Linked DNA regions of Gasterosteus aculeatus: region 2 is linked to region 1. Evidence: chromatin contacts called from public Hi-C data. All regions are on one chromosome and are shown on one strand. Each heading gives the region's core, a stretch centred on a gene start, on an enhancer-like site or on the middle of the called end of the contact. The rest is flanking DNA. Distances are from core to core; before and after follow the strand shown. Region 1 overlaps lama2 (laminin, alpha 2). Region 2 holds the start of LOC120807873 (vesicular inhibitory amino acid transporter-like).

Region 1 (3,315 bases), core at 71-2,570:
GAAGTAAGTTACATCGGGAAAATCAATAAAATAATAGTTTCCGCATTATTGGAAACCTCCAAACCCGCCCGTGTGTTGAACGAAACTTTAGAGAAGAAGATAATAAGGTAGCATTGATTGCGTAGGTCTTCTTTTTAAATGTTCTCTTTTCTTAAATATTGTTTAGAAAAGCTCTTTACTTTGCATCATCTCTAGTGTATTAGTGTAAACACAGAAAGCTAGAACGAAATCCAATTCATCCACTTCCGTTTGGCCATTTATCCCGAAAACATGAAGCTGAATAACGAGCCACAAATTGAGTTAATCCCAAATGTAAATGCAATAATGAACGTGAAAAGGAAAACCCATGAGCTAACAACAAAACTAGCTATTATAGTAATTAATGTCACACTTTGCTGGAGGTGCTACAAAGGTAGAGGTAATCGGCTAAGGCACTGCAAAATCTATGGCTGTAATTCATTTTTTGTATTATTTTTGTATCCTTACGCTGTCTCCTGGGACTGGTGTTTTACTGGCGTTCTCTCTCTGTGACCAAAAGTCAATCAATATGAAAAGAAGACCAACAATGTTACGAGTCCCGATTAAGTTCTCCTTCAAACCCTTTAACCTCGCTTTGATTGCCTCGCCGTACAAAACCTAAACAACTCCTTCTTAACATATTCCGGAGCAGCAACAAAAAGAAATTATGTAATTAAAAGTATCACATACCATCAACCTGATGAAGCCAAATAAATGTAATTTGGAGTGTATATGTCATATTATATATGATCATTTTACCAGTTACTTTAAAAGTGTTACTCCCACTGGGGAAACAAGGCTGTCATTTGTTTTCTGTTCTCTTGTTCAGCTGCAATAACAGTTGATTTCACGTAGCTGCTGGTCAGTTAGGTTGCATGTAATTAACTTTACAGATCAAATGTCTGTTTGCTGCTGAAACACACGGCCTGTGCAGCATCAGTCAGTCATTCAGCTACAGCCGGAAAACACAGTTCTATGGGGAAGGAGTGTGTCCATCTCTCTGTCTGCCTGCCACTGTGCATGGACATGTCTGTCTATGTGTGTGTATGAGAGAGAGAGACACAGAGAGAGAGAGAGAGAGAGACACAGAGAGAGAGAGAGAGAGAGAGAGAGAGAGACTGCTCGTCTGTCTGTCTTTAGCGTGTGTGTTCGCTCTCTGACATATCCAAGCATCCTCCTCATCTATAATAAAACACAACATGATAATACAAAACCCACAGCTCTAGGTGTGTGTGTGTGTGTGTGTGTGTGTGTGTGTTTAGTTTGATGTTAACTGACAGCTTAAGCCTGAGGCAATGTGCAGTCTGCGGAGTGAGAATGTGTGTGTGTGTGTGTGTGTGCACAATGATGCACATGAGCAGGCTGGCGTGCATGTGCGTTAGTTTGTGTGTCCTTACAGCATATTTAAATGTGTATGTAAACGCTGTGTGTGTCAGGGTGAAGCCAGGGTGCGAGTCGTTTTGCTCGCAGTCCCGCTTACGACCACTAGATGGTGACTCTGGGGAAATTGTATTTGTGAAGGGATTTTAACGTTGTTTAAAAAATAGAATCAATGTGTATTGTTTTACTGGAGACATCATTGTTTAAGTGAAGAATGAATTCTTCTATTATTTTGAACTATTTTTAAGCTTCTTCAGAATATCCATGCCTGTAAGCGATTGTTTTTCTTCATTATATTGCTGATATTGATTTAAAGACATTACTACATATTCCTACAGTTAATGGAATGATGATAAATCAAATTGCGGTGAATGATGTAAAATCACAATACAGGCAAAACTTTTATAATGCTTAATATATTCTTCACGTTGTTCAAAATACAATCCTTCCACATTCTGGAAACAGAAGTGATAAAATGTTTCTGTGAAAGTTTCAGCATGCAGTTTAAACACAGCAGAACTTTATTTATGGTAAAAAAGACAACTTTATTCCTTTTTAGTTCACTAATTTGAGTAAAGCAGAGTGCATCAGTTGTGTGATTCTGAGCCCTGACTGACAAGCATCTTCATCGACCTGTTGATCATCTTACCAGGCAGTGTCCAGTGAGCTCGTGGCATTGAGAAGTGTGTCCATGGCAATAGCAAGCTTCACACACACCGTTGTACAGATTCCCGTTAATCCTCCGAAATCCGGGAATACACGCCTGAAACACACACACACTTGTGAATGTTTTCACTGCAGATTGAGAATGAACTGGCAAAGACTGGCTTGAGATATACCGTATATAGTTTTTGTCATACCTCACATGTATGTTTGTGAGTGTATTTTACATTTACCAGGAGGTGTGTATCCGAGCTTACCTCACAAGACGTTCCAGCATATCCAAGAGGACAAGAGCAGCTCTCTACGGCTGATGCTCTCCTCTCTCCTCCGGCGGAGGGATTAGCTACCTGCATCGAGAATGCGTGGAGTCTGCACACACACAAGCGCACACACACAAACATACAGTTGTATAGTCCAACATGTGTCTTCACTTACTAAGCGAGGCTATTTGGCTGATTAGGCAAGAACCTTTATGAGCAGAGTTCAATTTCTCATACAGAATATACACCAATTAAACTTTCCCCCTTATGATTAGGTTACAGGAGGTCGAAGTGGGGTTATCCACTGGACAACGGTATGAGCTGCTTGAGGGACTCGGATCTGGGCAAATTGTTTTGTTTCTACGATATTTCATTTCTTAATTTGTTTATATTGTTGCTACAGATCAATACTGAACATGTTAGGTTTCGGAGCGTTGTGTGATGGCTGTGGCAGGTTGAAATACCTGTATGCAGCACTGGGCTCTGTGCTGTAAGAGGCCCGCACCATCACGCTGGTCACATTGGCCAACACAGACAGGAAATCCCTGCGAGAGATCGGCTGAACGCTTTCTGAAACCAGGAAGTTCTCTGGAAGGAGGTCAATGCGATTAGTCCTCGGCGAGGACGGGTACACCGGCTGGCCGAACCGCCTGTCAATAATCTTGATCCCGCCTCCCTGGAAGACATTTTCATTTTTATTTTTTTTCATTTTATTTCACCTTTAACTAAACTACACAGTATGACACCTCTTTCAACTGATCTGGAAGTAGAAAAAAAGAGAGCATAGGAGTAAATGATGTGTCACTAAATAATGAGCTGCAGTTTCTATTCACTTCTGACTGAATTCAAAGTGAACTGAGAGGGCCGGTATCTGACGATGTCTCGTTGAGAACAGATCAATGGTGTGTAGCAACTAGCGCAGAGTGACAACCACTGATGGGGAGAGAGAGAGAGAGGTTTTACCACGCAAATTAACCATCAAATAAAAGTAAGT
Region 2 (3,611 bases), core at 898-3,397, 59 kb after region 1:
TCATGTTGAACCGAATAATCCACAGAACACAATGTGAACACCTTGTTTAGAGAGTAGAAAATAGTCCCACAATTGACAACAGGGACACTGTAAATAAGCTCAGAAATGGATAACTTGGCTGGATCCCTCTAGACATTCAAACAGGTAATGCGTGATTCGTAATACCTGGGTGAACGACCTTGAAGTCAAGTTGAGATTTGTGAGGTTGCTCGGAGGAATACGCAGAGGCCGGCCTGTTATTCAGTACAACACTGCATCCTTCTAAAGACAAGACCTCAAGGGACCATCTGAACTGCCCATCATTGGGAAAGAGACCTCCGGGCAAACTGCACCAAACCCCTCAAACCAACAAGACAAGCAAAGATAAACATATATATGTGTTCTTTTGCAGCGTAAATATCAGTAACGTTGCTCTTACCACTTTCCATGGCAGTAAAGCCCCGTTGTATTGCAGTAAAAGTACATTATGAGTGACTGATGCACTGGAACCATGTGAGAAGAAGAAAACAAGACCCCCGCTGTGATACACTCTGCAAAAGGCCCACCCAAATGGTGTCAAAGGTTCCTGAGAGTGCGAATGGCAGATGATTGACTCTGTTCCTCCATGTTCTCAGGTCTCGGACGCGTGCTCGCGTGTTTATTTTTTATCAATGAACGGGGTCCACGCGGCGTGTCACTGAAGGGTTTTCCCTGGGATCCCATCAGCAAAAGAGGGTTTTAATCGGTGTGATTAAAGAGGAGAGTCTTTCCGACACACTCCCCTGCGCTGTAGCTCGTCGGCCAAGTATCGGGTGTATTGATAAGTTCAAGCCTTATCGATCAGATGTCTCGTGGGACTCACCTCTCTGCTGGGCATGGCAGCATCGCCATAGCAACGCGGTCAGGAGCGCGAGCCCGAGTCGCTCCATCTCCAGTCCAATCGCGAGTATTTGGGATTTCGCGCAGCTCCGTGCGGCGTTTATTGTCAGAGGAAAGTTTCACAGAAGTTGACGCAAACTCTCGCTCACCCCCCCCCTTTCTCTCTCTTTCTCTCTCCCTCCCTCCCTCCCTCTATCACCTCCCTCCTCCCCCCTTCTCTCCCTACTCCTCCTCTTCCTCTCGTTCTCTTAATAGATGGATACAAACTCTTTTTCCAAATCTAGCAACAAAGTAAATCTTATATTACCTAATCTTGTGTTGTTGTGTGTTAGTGTTCGCTATATCAGTCAAATACATGTAAAATCAATATCATACAACATAAGAAGTATATATACTTTATGTTTCAATGGGAGCATAATGGAAGCATAACATTTAAACGCTCAAGTAAAGTTTCCTTTAAAAATTTGTGTTTGTTTACATCCTGGGGCTTTTGGGAGGATATTTGCGTAATCACAACATATTGTTAACAAAAGTTAACAAAGTAATGACCATGTGAAGCTGTTACAGCAGAAGTCAGGCATGAAATCCATGAAGGGGTAGAAAGCTGCTGTACGTCAGTGTTCTGCAGAATTTTTGTGGAAAAAAAGCTCAATCAATCAAAAAGAAAGAAAAAGGACAGTGGAAAGAAGTGAATGGAGCACAGAACACTTCAGAAGTGAAGAGTGGGACTGAAGTTTGGGTGCAGCTGCGTTCTGTGGCTCCTCCTGCTGCCCCGCAGAACTCACCACAGTCTGGGGCAAAAGCCAAAGCATAAACGTCCGCGCTTTATCCATTTGTCAGAGGGTTTGTTAATAAACGCATGTTTGAACTTTCCAAAAAAGTTTCCAAAGTGAAAAGTGAGTTTTTTTATCGATGGCGAAAGGTTTCTGATTAATGAAACCGATTGGCAAGGCAAGGCTTTTATTCGTATAGCACATTTAATCGTTAATTGTCAAAGTGTTGAACAGTTAAGAACACTGATTGAAACAAAAACACTAAATTGAAGATGAAAAATTCAACGCTAAAGAAACTAGAAATAGAATAAACTTTGCAGTGCGGTTTAACGCTGACTTTGTTCTCGGTAGAAAGTGAACCAGGCGAGAGCTCCTGGCGGTTTACTAGATATCTGCAGATCAGAAATGTACCCTGGCCTTCACTGATAGCACATAAAAAAACACAACCATTGACCCTGCAGGTTAACATTTTAATTACAGCATTGATATCACATCATGTGAGTTTATATTTATGCTGGCAAGTGAAGGTGAAAACATTTTTACTTTGCAAAAAAAACTAAAGTTAAGTTTTGGCCTCCACTTTATCCCTGATTGTACGTATTTACTGTGGAGGCCACTTAGTTGTTTACTCCTTCGCTGTCAGAAACCTACGCATATTATATTGTTACAGCTCACCAACCTGTCAATCACTTCCGTCAATCCCTGTGCATCTGAGCGCTGGTGCTATTGTGTGAGTGGCACTGTTGTTTGTACAGTTTCTTTACCGGCAGACATTTTGTGTGTGTCCGTGTGTGTGTGTCTGAGGGCAAAGAGAGTATGTTTTTTTTGTCCAGTTTAAGTCAAGCTGTCTCAGACCTCCAGAGGCGGGGAGGCTGACTCGGCACACGGCGAGGCTGAGGATGGGCTCTCTTCGCTGGGCTCGCGGCTCTGGTCGGCCCTGGAGGTCTGCCGGCTCCCTTTGGGGCTGGGCAGCGTCAAGGCTACCGCAACATCTGGACTGGGCATCACGGTGAGTCGCATTCGTTCCTGTAATTATTGCACTAAATATGGATATACAATCTAATAATCCAAGAATAAAATTCAATATTGTGGTTTTGATCGGCAGGTTGTTTGCGGGGGATGAGGAGATGCAGATTCTGACCCACAGCGACGAGCTGAACAGAAGCTATGGTGAGAACACAGATGACCCCCGAAGAGAAAGAACCTCGCCTGGAAGAACTGAGCAAGATAATCCCAGTGTCCCAGAATCCACCTGCACCTTTCTGCAGGGGACCCCAGTTTTCAAAGAAACCAGAGCCACCGTCACCGTGACCTCAGCGGTTTCCAGTCAGTCTGCCAGAGGAAGAGGATCCTCCGAGAAACACGGACTTCCTGAGGACAGAGAGCGGAACGAAGGGGGAGAGGAAGGTGTGGAGGGGACTTCTCACTTCTGTAGCAGCCCGGATGAAGTTTGTCCAGCGCAGAGCCCCAACGCGGGGGTCCGAGGTGGGGATCCCACTCTCACCATCACCACCTGGGAGGCGGGCTGGAATGTCACAAATGCTATCCAGGTACACCTATTCATCAATAAGCACGGTCAGAAACCTCCTCCATGTCTAAGACAGCACTTCTCTTCTTCATTATTTTAGCTATTTAACTTGAATATGTTTCCCTACTGTGTTTATGTGTATGTGGGAAAAAAACGTGTAGAACTTCTACCAAATACATGCAATGTAAGAAAGAACGTCAAAAAGCCTCATCCGGGACAACGAACTATACGCGTTGGTCAAGGTGATCAAATAATTGCCCAGCAATGCTTGTTGCAACCGTTTCTTCTTTCAAAGTTGGAGCTGGCAGCTGGCTTAGATTTTCTGATAGCAAACCCCTCGTTTACTGCAGCTGCAAACATGGGAATCGTTGTTAAGTTGGTTCAGTCCCAGTATGTCATTCATCCTCTTTGTCAAAACCGTTATGGCTTATGACGCTGTAGACGCGGAGCGG

What was found. A called contact is a pair of places that touch in the nucleus more often than the background predicts.
Region 2: a Hi-C map of skeletal muscle shows a contact between it and region 1, with 4 times the contacts expected there. The contact joins the promoter of LOC120807873 here to the enhancer-like site in region 1. A contact is called at or near these places in 2 of 6 Hi-C or Micro-C datasets (both in skeletal muscle).

The regions. Positions count from the first base shown.
Region 1 is chr18:7,826,506-7,829,820 of fGasAcu3.hap1.1, forward strand. It overlaps lama2 (laminin, alpha 2), which reads right to left. Exons shown (of 74, transcript XM_078093078.1): 16 at 2,786-2,997; 17 at 2,319-2,430; 18 at 2,048-2,161. Among protein-coding and RNA genes, the nearest start is that of lama2, 58 kb to the right of the region's middle. Within about 2 kb of position 1,321, at least 1 of the 9 cell types and tissues checked has open chromatin away from gene starts, as enhancers often do.
Region 2 is chr18:7,884,918-7,888,528 of fGasAcu3.hap1.1, forward strand. LOC120807873 (vesicular inhibitory amino acid transporter-like) reads left to right here and starts at 2,148. Exons shown (of 8, transcript XM_078093884.1): 1 at 2,148-2,640; 2 at 2,737-3,181. The coding sequence starts at 2,531. lama2 (laminin, alpha 2) reads right to left here and starts at 1,081. Exons shown (of 74, transcript XM_078093078.1): 1 at 842-1,081. The coding sequence starts at 908.